2 separate regions of the Sus scrofa genome follow, and region 1 is linked to region 2. Evidence: chromatin contacts called from public Hi-C data. All regions are on one chromosome and are shown on one strand. Each heading gives the region's core, a stretch centred on a gene start, on an enhancer-like site or on the middle of the called end of the contact. The rest is flanking DNA. Distances are from core to core; before and after follow the strand shown. Region 1 has its middle 530 kb from the start of CCDC171. Region 2 overlaps BNC2 (zinc finger protein basonuclin-2).

Region 1 (6,480 bases), core at 3,804-6,303, 320 kb before region 2:
TTCACACTGTCACAGTACAAAATAGAAGTGTGACTTACGTCTCACAATTTGCATAGCTGATTTCATGTCCTTTGGACCATTCCATCATATATCTGACAGTTATAAAATTGTTTTTCTTTGGGATATCACTGGTATATGCTAATGCTTCCAGGAGTTTCCACATTAAACCATGGGTTTATTATATGACACACAGGGAACTTGATCCCACATGTATGATAATCGGGTTTAGCAGATAAGCAAATCAGGCCTCAGAGATACTCAAGAATCACAGCTGCATTCCCAGGGAGTTCGCAGATTTTCTGTGAGTGCCAAGGTAGTCGAGTGCCCACTCGTGAATGGTAAATAGTCTCAGCACCCCTGAGACCTACGGTTAAGCAGTCCAGAATCCTATTCTCCTGTGTTCAGTCCTGATGGTCATTTAATTAGAATACTAAAAACCTGCAAGTGGTGCCTGATGAAAAGCCAAGATTGAGATAGCTTAAAGGTCTTTACTCTTGAACACGGGGATGATGAAGGAAACTTGAATGGCTCTGGCTTAAGGCCAGTCACTCTGCCTTGGTCACCTGCCTCACCATGAGTACCTGGCTACAGCAGGATGACCATCTGACATGCCTGCATCCCTCTTCTTAGAGATGCTTCTCTGCCTATAGCTCCTGATAAAATATGCCCAGTAGGCATATTTTATATCATGTGGCTTGTCCGTGGCACAGCTGATTGGAACAAGGGTGGGTTCTGACCCAAGGAAGCTAAGCCACAGCTCGCCAAAGACCCAAGACATAGCCACCCCGCAAAAGATGATCTGAGCCAACCAAGATCTCTATCTCAGCTGAAAGGAGAAAATGAAGTATTATCAATGGAGGTGAAATAGAGACATAATCTTGCAATAGAGTAGGGCTAGACAAGATCCTAGGGAAACAAATCCTGAGCAAGATAAGGAAGCAGATACCACAAGGAAACAGAAAGATGGGGAAGAGAAAAGTATGATGTCTGGAGTGAAAAGTGGTCATTGAAAGGATAGACGAGAAAGAGGCTTGGGAAGAAATAAAGAATGGAGTCACGGGAAGAGAAATGCTAGTCCCTGAAACTGTCTAAGGCTAACAGCTTTCTCATTCACATACATGATCCTGTGTATTTTCACAATAAACCCTCATTTTCTTAAGAGCTGGTATCTCTCCTACAGTCCTACAACACACAAGTGAAGAGGGCAGGCTGGTAAGTCCAGATGCATCTCGATGTTGAGTCCAGGCAAACACAAACCCCAGGACCTGTTTCCGTCTTTTCCTCTGCAGTCCAAGGCTCCACGGCCCACTCTTGCCCTAGAAGCTGCCAAACCCTAGAATCTCAGGCCTGGCAGGGTCTGGGCCCTAAAAGTTTCACCCTATTTGGGCATATTCAGAGGTAAAGATCTTGAAAGGCTCTTTCTGCATCATGTCTTAGAAGCATGGGAACTGAACTTGGGCCTACTTGATGTGACCTTGGTGGTGGTCTGAAAATCATTATTGCTAAGAACGAACTGTTCTGGGAAGGGGCACATTTTCTGACCTTAAATGATGACTCTAATTCAAAAAAGCAGAGTCTCTGGGTTTTCAGGTCTTTAAGAAGAAACTCATAGTTTGCTTGGTCAGGAATCATCTTCTGAATTGCTTGTGACTTAATTCTATGAACAAAACCCCAGAGACCAGCCACTGTTTGTAGCTGAGGGAGGTATCTGTTCACTTGAACAGGGCCCATCATGCTTGTAGCTAAATGCTTTGACAAGTGGGAAAGGACAAGTGAAATTATCTAAATGGCTTGGGCTATTTATCTATCTATGGTAAGTGCTATATTTCCTGGAAAGAAGCTGTGAGTTAAGAAAATAGTTTTAACTTGTTCTTCCCACTTCCTGGCTGCTTTGATACTCAAACCACATTTCAATATTTCTGGGTTTTGTCTGACAAAGGAGAAGTGGATGGAGATAGAAGTGGGAAGAGGAGGTGGGGAGAGGATATAGTGAAGACAAAACCATGAAACCGGAAGGAATTTCAAGGGGTCAGAGGCTAAAGTCCCTGTTTGCAGGCAGAGCTGCCTTGAAACTGGAGTGAGAGCAATGTATATATTTTTAGACTGTTACCTTTTTCTCCTCCATCTCATGTCATTAAAAGCCACTTTAGCCAAGAACAGTTGACCTTAAATGGGGTCTCTGTAAAGGGATACCAGGTATTTGCCCTTTTTCCAAATCTCTCACCCACTGTGGCCTAAAATTTTGTAGATTGAAAGTCATCTATTTGGCTTATACATCTCCAAGCATCCTCTTTTGATCTTTATATAACTTATCAAATAACTTTTTCTCTAGGGCAATGGGGAGTTAGTTAATAGTGAATTTAAGATTACTTGGCATCTGTGTGAGCTGTGGAAAAAAGTAAACACAATTCTAACATTTCCGTAGCACCATGAATCCATGGTTTGCACAATGTTTCACATAGAATCTCCTTTCATCTCCACAAAAACTCAAAAAAAGGTAGCTAAGACTAATGTTCTTATTATTCCCATGTCTCAGTTGAGAACACTGAGGCTTCTATGACTTTTCCAAAGTCTTTCTATAAGAAGCAGAGTGTTGGTATGACTCAAGTCCTTGGGTTGAGTGCTTTTATTTTTATTTCTACTCTAGGTGGATTCTCCAAGGAACTGACGATACTCACAAATGGTTCTAGGCCAGCTTTTTAGCCAGTGGCCAGCAGCCAGGAGGGTTCAGGGCAAGAGCAGGCAGTGGGCCCTCTTGTTCCCCTGAGCATGCCAACTCCTCTATCTGAGGAGAGCCATCTACTAGAAGGTCATGGCGCCCCCAGGTGAGTGGCAGTCTGGCCAGCCCTAGTGAGAGATGACACAAGTTGACTGTCCCCAAGACAAAAAGCTTTACAGGAAATTACCACCTCTCTTTTCCACCTTATCTTCTTCTCAAAGGTATACAGGTTAGACAGAAATCAAAGCGAGTCGTTGATTTAGTTGTCATGTATATTACTTATCTATTGGGGTATAACAAACTGACCCAAAACTTAGTAGTTTAAAACAATGAACATTAGGGACTTCTCTGGAAGCTCAGCAGGTTAAGGATCTGGTATCATCACTGCTGTGGCTCTGGTTGCTGCTGTGGCGAGGTTCAATCCCTGGCCTGGGAATTTCTGCTTGCCATGGGCACAGAGAAAACAAAACAAAAACAAACAAAGAAACTAAAAACACCAAACTTGAATTATCTTCCTTTCTGTGGGTCAGAAGTTGAGGAGCAGCTTATCATGGTAGTTCCGATACCTCCTGGGTGAAGTTCAGGAGGCCATGGCGCCTCCAGATGAGTGGCAACCTGGCCAGCCCTGGTGAGAGATGACGAGAGATGACTCTGTCCCCAAGATGAAAAGCTATACATGGAATTACCACCTCTCTTCTCTGCCTTCTCATCTTCTTCTAAAAGGCATATCAATGTTAGACAGAAATTACACCCCAAGTGTGTTATTGGGTGAAATTAGAGGCTGCAAGATCTCTTAAATGGTGTAGCATCTAAAGGTTTGACTGGGGCTAGAGGACTCACTTCCACAGTGACCTGATCCATTCACATGGCTGTTGGCAGGAGGCCCTGCTTCCTTACCACATGGGCCTTCCCCCCACCGTGGGGCTGCTTGAACATCCCTACAACATGGCAGCTGGCTCCCTCCATAGCAAGGGATCCAAGATAAAGAGCAAGGAGGAAGCCCTTGCCTTTTTATGTCCTGATCTGGGAAGTCACACCATCATTCCATTCATTAGACTTGAGTTGCTGAATACACTTACATTTAGGGAGGGAATCAGGGTCTACTTCTTGAAGGAGGGGGTATCAAAGTATTTGTGGTCATATTTTATGACCACCATGCAGGTCCACTAGAGCACTGAGGAATCTCAAAGTCATTTAAGAAATGCTTGATTCTAACATTCATGTAAGGAAACCAGAATGATGAAGATTTTCCTTAGTTATATACCTCATCAGAGGTGGATTATAGGATTGCTCTGAAGGTACCTTGAAAATATATGGTCATTCTTCTAAGGAGAACAGTCACAAATACAGCAAGTAGATAATTACAACACACTGCACCCAGTGCTCTAACAACTGTATTAAGATTTATTGAGCCCTCACTGTAAGCCTATCATTCTCAGAAGGGCTCCACATGCAAGTCATAGCAACCCCCTGAGGTGGTACTGATTTGACCCCCATTGATTTATGAGGACAGAAAGGAACTGGTGGAGCTGAGATGAAAGGAACATAAACCAAAAGCTGAAAGAACCCAGAGAGGAGGAGCCTCCTTTTGCCTGGGTGGTGATGGTGAGAGTTGTAAAAGTCATCCTGAAAAAGGAGATATTTGAATTGGGCTGTAAAGCATGAGTAGGAGCTCGTTAAAAAAGACAAGGTAAGAGAGATATCAGAACACAGTCTGGACAGCGAATTGTGAACACTGAGGCTAGGGAGTGGAGAGCTGCCGGGATTTTCCCACAGGGCCTCTCATACATTCTGGTGGATGTGAGCAAGCTTTCTGTAATATTCACATCTGAGTTTTACACAGGTCGTGCCCACAGTCTGGTTTTGCTCCATCTCCAAACGGAAATTCCTGTACCAAATAGACCTTGAAGGGAACAGTTGTGGATGTGTAAGAAAGAGAAAAATATCTATGTCTGCCTGTGTCTAGTTAGCTGTGTTGCTCGAAGCATGCAGGGAATGAGGTTGCGTCTTAGGTTCATTTCCAACGTGGTTGAGTTTCCTTTTCTTTGATCCATGCCATAGACAGTGACCACAGCCAGCTCTGACCTGGCCAGCTGTCCCACTGCTATGTTTGGCTGGTTACAGTCAAGCTGGTTAAACTTCATTCACTTTATTAGGGCTGGATAGGAAGCCTTAAAGCATATCTTAATGACAAGAACCATCTTTCTACATGAAGGATGCTACATATTGCAACACATCATTGACACAGAAAACTCCTATCTAGCCTGACTATGTAAGGTTATGGTGGTTAGTTAAATATTTTGGTTAACAAACGATTGCTACAGAAGTCCTCCATGTATGACTAACTTTCAAAGAATTAGAATCCAGTAAGGCACTCCTTTGTTCTAAAATAACCCTGTGCATGCTCTAATATTTCTGTGAAGGCCCAAAGGCACTACAGAAGACATGGGTTCTTAAAGTCCACATTATGATGGCAAGGTTAGGTCAATGAGGCTGAGAAGGAAAAAGAGGGCAAAGAATATTTTCCTATGGAAACCACCAAGCTTGCTCTGGCCACTGAGTGTGGAGGTAAACTTAGGAAATCATGCATCTTCCTGATTGTTCCTGGAATGAGAAGACCTTCCAAGAGGAATACAGGGCCATTCCAGAAGACAAGAGTGCGGGCAAATAGTGTCTTGGAGCTTCCTGACCCATAGCTAGAAAGACTTCTGTTGAAAACTTTCCTGCTAATCAAAACCAGCTTCAGAAGTGAGTCAGAGTGCAATTTCTGGAGACACTTCTTCATAAGGGCTTCATAGAACATTGCTGGGGTGCTAGATCTTATTGGAAATATAACAAGATGGAGAAAATTATATTTATCAGAAGTATTTGTGTAGTTGAAATATTTAAAAGAAATGCTGTTTGCAGTGGGTTGGGGTTTCTCAACAGTTGCATGTCACTTTGTCTTCAAATGAGGGCAGGTCTGGTTGACTGCCAAGGTTTTGTTTATCTGAGCAGGGTATGCAAATTTGAGACCAAGCAGAATTGTTCGAAGAACAGAGGAGGGGCCTAGTGGTGTTTGTTGTCCTCTCCCTCTCCTCCCACCCCTCTGCACAATATTGAACAGATATTTAAAGAAAATCATTTTGGAGGAACACTCAATTGTGAGGCTTCCCACTATAGTTGTCATATCTCCATCTGGCTTTGATCCTAATGCATAGATTATGTAAAGTCCATTGGTTGACTTATCTCATGACCCTGATCACCCCACTTTCTGCTATTTCACTGCTGGTTATGCATCCAATAGAACATGTGGGAAAGAAAAAAGAAGAAAAGGGAGCTAAAGCAGTCAAGTGCTCGACTTTTTAACAGCTCTAATTTTTTTAAGTAGGGGTGGGGTTAGATGGAAGAGGTTGCAACTGGTGTTAAAAATGAGGTTTGAGGGACTCTTACTGTGGCTCAGCAAGTTAAGGACCCAACATTGTCTCTGTGAAGATGTGAATTTGATCCCAGGCCTCGTTCAGTGGGTTAAGGATCTGGCATTACTGCAAACTGTGGTGCAGGTCACAGATGTGGCTTGGATATGGTGTTGCTGTGGCTATGGCATAAGCCTGCAGATGCAGCTCTGATGTGACCCCTAGCACAGAACTTCCATGTGCCCCGAGGTGTGGCCATAAAAAGAAAAAAGAAATGAGGTTTGAAAATTGTCTGTATCTGGTCTTAATCTATACTAAAACTAGTCTTAAAAAATCATCTCAGAGGCTTTGCAGGTGAAGAGACTG
Region 2 (6,762 bases), core at 1,996-4,495:
GGTCCAAGCCTTCATGGAAGTACCACCAGCCAAGAATGCAGGTCTGACCTGATGGTTCTGGAGTCATCTGGTTTCCAAGGGATGGTTTACTACCTCTGTGACCCCCAGGCCACACAGCCTGACAATTCTGGGGGGCTTCAGTCTAACTTTCACATTCCAGCTGTGCAAAGAGCCCCTGTGCCTTCCACCATTCAAGGAGGAGAGCTGCCAAAATAACCAATAGCCAGGATATGAGCAGCTAAGTCAACTTGGAGGATAAAAAAGGAAGGAGGACATGGGGGTGCAGAGCAGGAAGAACAAACCGAGGAGCAGAAGCTAGAATCCTACATGTTTTCATCATCTGGTTTTCACCCAGCTTAGGTATCTAATTGCTTAAATGATTCCTTTAAAAAAGAAAAAGAAGAAGAAGAAGGAACTGATCATCAAAGAGAGCTTCATTATAGCAGCTCTGTACTAGTAATCTATTATCTATATCACTCTTTGAAATTAAATTCATAAACTTACATTCCTCTTTCTTTCATAGATGTTTAACTTATAAATCTCACTGTTCCTCTACCAACAGGCAAGCAAGGTTTGTTTTCTAACTCTGTAATTACATTTTTTTTTCCTAAAGGATCTTAGTTTCTAAAGTCACAAGGCTCTCCCTTGGTACAGGATGCATCTCCTGATGCTTTTCAGAAATCAAAAAAAAAAAAAAAAAAAAAAGTCTTTCACTCTGAAAAAGAAGTAGTTATCAATAAAACCCTTCTTTTTTTACTGACAATGGCCTTCACAGGAATAAGCCTTATCATCTTGAGATTAATAATTACCAAATATTCACCTCCAAACCTGTGGCACTGACTCCTGATTCTAGCAGCATATCCTGTTTTTTGAAGCTAGCAAATCAGCCTGCCAGTTACCCTGACCCTGAAGGGAACAGGAGGCAGGAAAGAACATCCCCTTCCACGCACAGCTATCAGAACTGCTGGCTATTTGCAGAATGCTTCTGTCAACAGGACCAGTAAACAAGTGTTAATACTGCGAGTGGAGGCAACATCTAGAGAGAATTTAATGTGGTTAGCTGCATGGAGCAGAGCACAGAGATCTGAGAGGGAATTATGTCAGCTCCTGAAAGCCAGTGGTCAGTGGCTGACAGCGGTGAAACAGAGCTGCTTCAAAGCCGACTGGGCTGTGACCTGAACAATGTTCACCCCTGTGCCCAGCAAGAAAGGATCAATGACTGTCTGCTGGGCTCTAGTCATCCCCCTGGCTAATGAAAGCCGGGCTGAAAGGCATGCTATGGGGCCTCTGGGCAGCCTGCAGCCTGGCGTTAGTGGAGTTTGTTACAGAGCTTGGCTGGTGAGTACACGGGGCACCAAAGCCTCCCCCAACCCCGTGCCCTTCCCTCTTCCATCCCACCAACTCCCCTCTGGCTGTCTGTTTAGTGTCACTCAGTTGGGATGGATCCTGTTAAAGATCTGACGCTTAGTGAGGACTCAGAGGTGTCTGGAACGCCTGCCTCTAATCATAAACACCACAGCTGGCAATGATGTGGTCGAAAAAAAAAAAAATCACCTTGATCCACTACACATTCTCTTTGATGTTTCTGCAGCGAGTTCACTGCCCAGAGAAAAAGGTACGAGGTTTTTTTTTTTAAACTCTGAAAAAAATCAAGCTTGACATTCTCAAATCATAACCATATGACTTTCAATTCTATGCTTTAAAAAATATCATATATATATATATATATATATATATATATATCATCACATTTTGTTCTAAGAAACTCAGAGAAGAGGCATCTGACAATGATAACATGAAACAGGTTTGGGAGATAATGGCAGTTTGAGAGGAAAACACTTCCAAATCGGGGGGGGGGGGGGGGGGAGTCAGACTGCCACGACCAAAAAAGGAAGAAGCCTTCTGCCAAAGATTGCAAACTGCAGTGACCTTAAGTAAGAGACTGTAGCTGATTCAAGAGAAAATGAAAACTTTTCAAAGACAACACTGCTTGTGCTGCGCCACTGTTTATAAGTGTCTTCTGCCCTCTTGCCTTTCCAGTGGCCTGGTAAACACACAGCCTCACTGTGCTTCTAGCCCCAGGCCACAGGGTTCTAATGAATATTCAGCCACATTAACATGCATTTTCTTTGTGTTTCTTTTTTGAAAAAATTTCTGCCAAGACAGGGCTGGTGTGGGCACTGTCTCTGTGATGCCATATTGATCTGTACTGTGAGGTGCCTTTGCAAGTTGAAAGCTAAGATTCCTCTTAGATTATGGGGCACTTAAAAAAAAAAAATTCTAAATACACTCACTAATTCTGTCTTCTGAAGACATGAGTCTAGCATGGATAACAACTGTGCAGGTCCCAAGGAAACACATGAGATCGTCATACATAAACTGAGATAGAGATTTCTTATGTATCATCAAAGACATTAGAAATTAGATATTACACATCTACATCCCTTGAATACCCCAGGATCCAGGGTAAGGACTCAAAGATTCTTTACTTACACCTAATAGCCAGTTCTTTCTAGTATACACAGTCCTTGTATAGAAAGAAGCACACAAAATAAGCTGGGTTCAATAAATGTACTGCTTTTTTTTTTTTTTTTTTACCATTTCAATCAGAAGTAATTTGAAAACTCTCCTACTAAGATTTTGTAATTAGGAGTTCCCGTCGTGGCGCAGTGGTTAATGAATCCGACCAGGAACCATGAAGTTGCGGGTTCGGTCCCTGCCCTTGCTCAGTGGGTTAAGGATCCGGCGTTGCCATGAGCTGTGGTGTAGGTTGCAGATGCGGTTCGGATCCCACGTTGCTGTGGCTCTGGCATAGGCCAGTGGCTACGGCTCCGATTCGACCCCTAGCCTGGGAACCTCCATGTGCCACGGGAGCAGCCCAAGAAATAGAAAAAGACAAAAAAAAAAAAAAAGATTTTGTAATTACATCTTAACAAAAAAGTGAGAAAATAAAAATACGTGTTCACCCAGATAGTTTTAAAACGCTCAATCTGTCAGGTGAGAAGCATCTTTTATACTTATTCCAAATGTAGTAAGATAATCAGGTGCTTCTCATTCTAAATGAAGTCAATGATAATTAGATGTTTTGAGTTTCTTTGATTCTGAGGAACAAGAGCAAAACAGTTTTAAAGCGATCAGTTGCACTGTGACACAACTGATGTTTAAGAAATCACTCTATAAATGGCACCCAGGAATGCAGCAGCAATGCATGTAGTAACGATATCCAGATGAAGCCAAAAAGTTTGGATACTGCTGTGTTGTTCTAAACTGAGGTTTTGCAGACTAACAACATTCCTCCATAATGATAGTGGTGTCTTTAGATTGCGATAAGATTCAAATTTATTGAGAGTTATTTACTGTTGTGTATAAGGATCTGTGTGTTAAGGAGTGAAGCAGTGGGTTGGAGTAGGCAACTTGGCTGGGCTGACGGCTGAGAAACCTCAGGAGTTTGCATACCCCTATAAGGTAATTTCTTTCCTTTTTTTTTTTTTTTTTTAAACATAGGCAAGGCAATGAAATGTTAGTCAATCCTAGCAAAATGAAAGGCAGGGATGTGCCAACATACACTGAAATACTGGCATTTACTGCAATATTTGTGTTACTTCATTCAAGTTTTTGTCATCCATTAAGTATAGCTGCCAGAAATTTTAGCTCAATTCTTATCATACAAGGAATACAATGTATTTTACATTGTATTCCTTGCCAGAAAGAAGAGGAAAATAATCCTATATGCTGGAATTTACAATGACAATGACACCAAAATAAAAGACTTAAATAAATGGATATACCTGACCTGACATCCCTGTGATGGAAAACAGATTTTATTTTTATTTGTAGTGGTATAAAGTTCATTTGTCTACTTCCTTCCTCCAAAGCTTAGAGGAGATTAAAAAATCATGTCATTTAGCTCATTTTTGAAAGTCAGTCAGTCTGGGGTGTTTATACAAACGAGGTGAAGAATAACAGCCTTGATGTTATCATATTAATTGTGGTATCCAAAGGGGGACAACAGAGTCATATGGCACTAAGTTTTTGAAGCCGATCAATGTACTAGATGATGGTATAATTCTCAACAGTAGCTGAGATTTGTAGACCAGTCCTAACTGGCACAAATATCCCACATCAGGGTTTCCACCAAATTCTCTTTTTTTTTTTTTTTTGCTTTGTAGAGCACCAAATCCTTTTAAGCACTGGCTGGTCTGGAAAGAATACTAAAAAACTGGGTAATAGGGCCCAGTTAATTCTTAAGCATAAAATTCACCAAGGAGGTACAATAGAAGAGGATTTTTTGTGTGTTTGTGTCTTTTTTGGGGCAAACCCATGGCATAAGGAGGTTCCCTGGGTAGGGAAGCCACAGCAATGCCAGATCCGAGCCATGTCTGTGACCTATACCACAGCTCACAGCAACGCCAGATCCTTAACCCACTGAGCAAGGCTCCTCATGGATACTAGTCAGATTTGTTTCTGCTGAGCCCCAATGGGAGCTCCACTACAAGAGGATATTTATCATCTACTTTATACACTTCTATGTAGCTTGAATTCTTTGTAAAGACATTATAATAAAAACTAATATTTAAAATAGAAAACATACTTTTATGCAAAAAGGCAATGCCCCTTCTTTACTACTATTTATTTTACTCTCTTTAAAACTCTGTTATATGAGATTTGAGATAAAAAGGAAGAGAAATCATATTTTGCTAAGACCAGAAAACAAATGTCTCTATCATATAGCCTAATGGGAAAAGCAGAAAACAGATGCATGACTAACATGTCCTACACTGAGAAGAGAAGACTGCTTGCAGAACTGTCAGATTAGAGGGACATATGCAAGAGTTTTACCCCCATTTCTTTCTTTTTTTTTTTTGCTTTTTAGGGCCACACCCATGGCATATGGAGGTTCCCAGGCTAGGGGTCAAATGAGAGCTACCGCTGCCAGCCTGCACCACAGCCACACAACGCAGGATCCGAGCCACATCTGCGACCTACACTACAGCTTATGACACCACCAGATCCTTAACCCACTGAGCGAGGCCAGGGATTGAGCCCGCAACCTCATGGTTCCTAGTCAGATTTATTTCCACTGTGGAACTCCCCCCATTTCTTTTAAAGAGGGGTAAATGTTCCCTTGGCCAGCCCTCTTCTTAACTGTCACTACCATGTGGCAGAGAGCAGTGACTAGGGTCTCTTTGTCTCTCAGAGGTTTAGCCTTCATTGGTGTAATAAACCCCAGTGCATTATGCAACCAACAAAAGGGATGCTAGGACTTGGAGGTGATTCTGCGGTACAGTCCTAGATGAAGGGCTCAAGGGCAAGGGATTAGGACTCTGGAGACTCCAATGTAAAAGTCTCAAAAGGTAGGAATTCACCTTTTCTACTAGTTTGGAGATTTTGCCAAATCATAGCAGATTTAGAAGGTAACTTTGTCTTAGGATGTAGGGATTCAGAGAAGAGAAGCATCTCTTTGGATAAAAAGAGGCAACATTACATCTGGGGGTTTCTTGTTCTTTAGTGGCTAAAGAGTTCTTGGCTAGACTCAAGACACAGCACATTCTAGGTGGGAATACTGCTCACCAAGCAAACAGAGGACAGGTCAGAAGGCCAACCCAGGCTGCCATGGCTGCTAGCAACAATGGAAACCGTGGCTGCCAGTGTGGAGTTGCTACTTTGTGTCAGGGCCTCATTCTACCATTATTTCCCCCTCCCCTTTTTTTGCAACCCTATGGGGTGGATATAATCATCTATATTTTACAGGAAGGAAAGGAAAAGTGAAGTTCATCACCATCAAGGTTAAGTAATTTGGTCAAATTCACACATTTGGTGGTAAGAGACAGAATTGGGCTTTGACACATAATACCCAAGACTGTGCCTAGTGTCCTTCCAGGTGGAGCTAAAGGACTCTCATTGCAGAAGAGGACAGATAACCTCATCTGTCAGTAGACACTGTTTGTTGATAGGGGCTGATGATACAAACCCCTGGGACCAAAATCTAAGGACCACATTAAATTACCTTCAGAAATTTTCCTCTAGGAAGTCCAAAGGAGAGACATGGACTTCCTTTGGCTACAATAACCTCTATAGGATGAAGTCTAGCCTTTCCTCTCCAGTTGAACCTGCTCATGTACAGAAGTTCCAGGAGGCCACAAGGAAACATTTTCTCATGCCTGAAATCTTGGTAGAACCTGGAGCCAAGAGGATAACAATCATCCTGGACTATTCGACTCCACCCCCAAAATACCACCTTTGGAAGGCATCTGGGCTCTTCTAGATTTAAGTATTCCAGTCATAAGTGTCACAAAACAGGAAACACAGAAGGTCTGGGCTCTATGATTTGAATGATTTTGAAGAAACAAACAAGAAAATCTTGAAAAACAGAAGAAGGTGATGATTTTTAAAACAGAGGGTTAAGTATATCACGTATAAAACTGATCAAGAAAAAGAACTGGTGTGTAAATTCAACCTGAACTGAGAACAAGAGATTCCCATTCCTCTGGAATATCATGTGTAGTTGAGTATAAAGGCATTTCTCCCTATCTTGTTCCTGTGCTGGGACAATCATGGTTCAGAAGGCGATAGGTTGGTTTTTTTGTTGTTGCTGTTTTTTTTTTTTTGTTTGTTTTGTTTTTAGGGCCACATCTGCGGCATATGGAGGTTCCCAGGCTGGGGTATAGTCAGAGCTTCAGCTGCCAGCCTATGTCAGAGCCACAGCAAAGCAGGATCCGAGCCGTGTCTGCAACCTACACCACAGCTCATGGTAACGTTGGA

What was found. A called contact is a pair of places that touch in the nucleus more often than the background predicts.
Region 1: a contact with region 2 is called in a Hi-C map of embryonic fibroblasts, with 1.6 times the contacts expected there. The contact joins two enhancer-like sites. A contact is called at or near these places in 3 of 47 Hi-C or Micro-C datasets (embryonic fibroblasts, fibroblasts and retroperitoneal adipose tissue).

The regions. Positions count from the first base shown.
Region 1 is chr1:206,605,579-206,612,058 of Sscrofa11.1, reverse strand. No RefSeq gene overlaps it. Among named protein-coding and RNA genes, the nearest start is that of CCDC171, 530 kb to the left of the region's middle. Within about 2 kb of position 5,053, at least 4 of the 83 cell types and tissues checked have an H3K27ac peak or open chromatin away from gene starts, as enhancers often do. A contact at or near this core is called in embryonic fibroblasts, where this site is marked.
Region 2 is chr1:206,279,089-206,285,850 of Sscrofa11.1, reverse strand. All of the region lies in intron 4 of BNC2 (zinc finger protein basonuclin-2), which reads right to left. Among named protein-coding and RNA genes, the nearest start is that of BNC2, 360 kb to the right of the region's middle. Within about 2 kb of position 3,245, at least 7 of the 83 cell types and tissues checked have an H3K27ac peak or open chromatin away from gene starts, as enhancers often do. A contact at or near this core is called in embryonic fibroblasts, where this site is marked.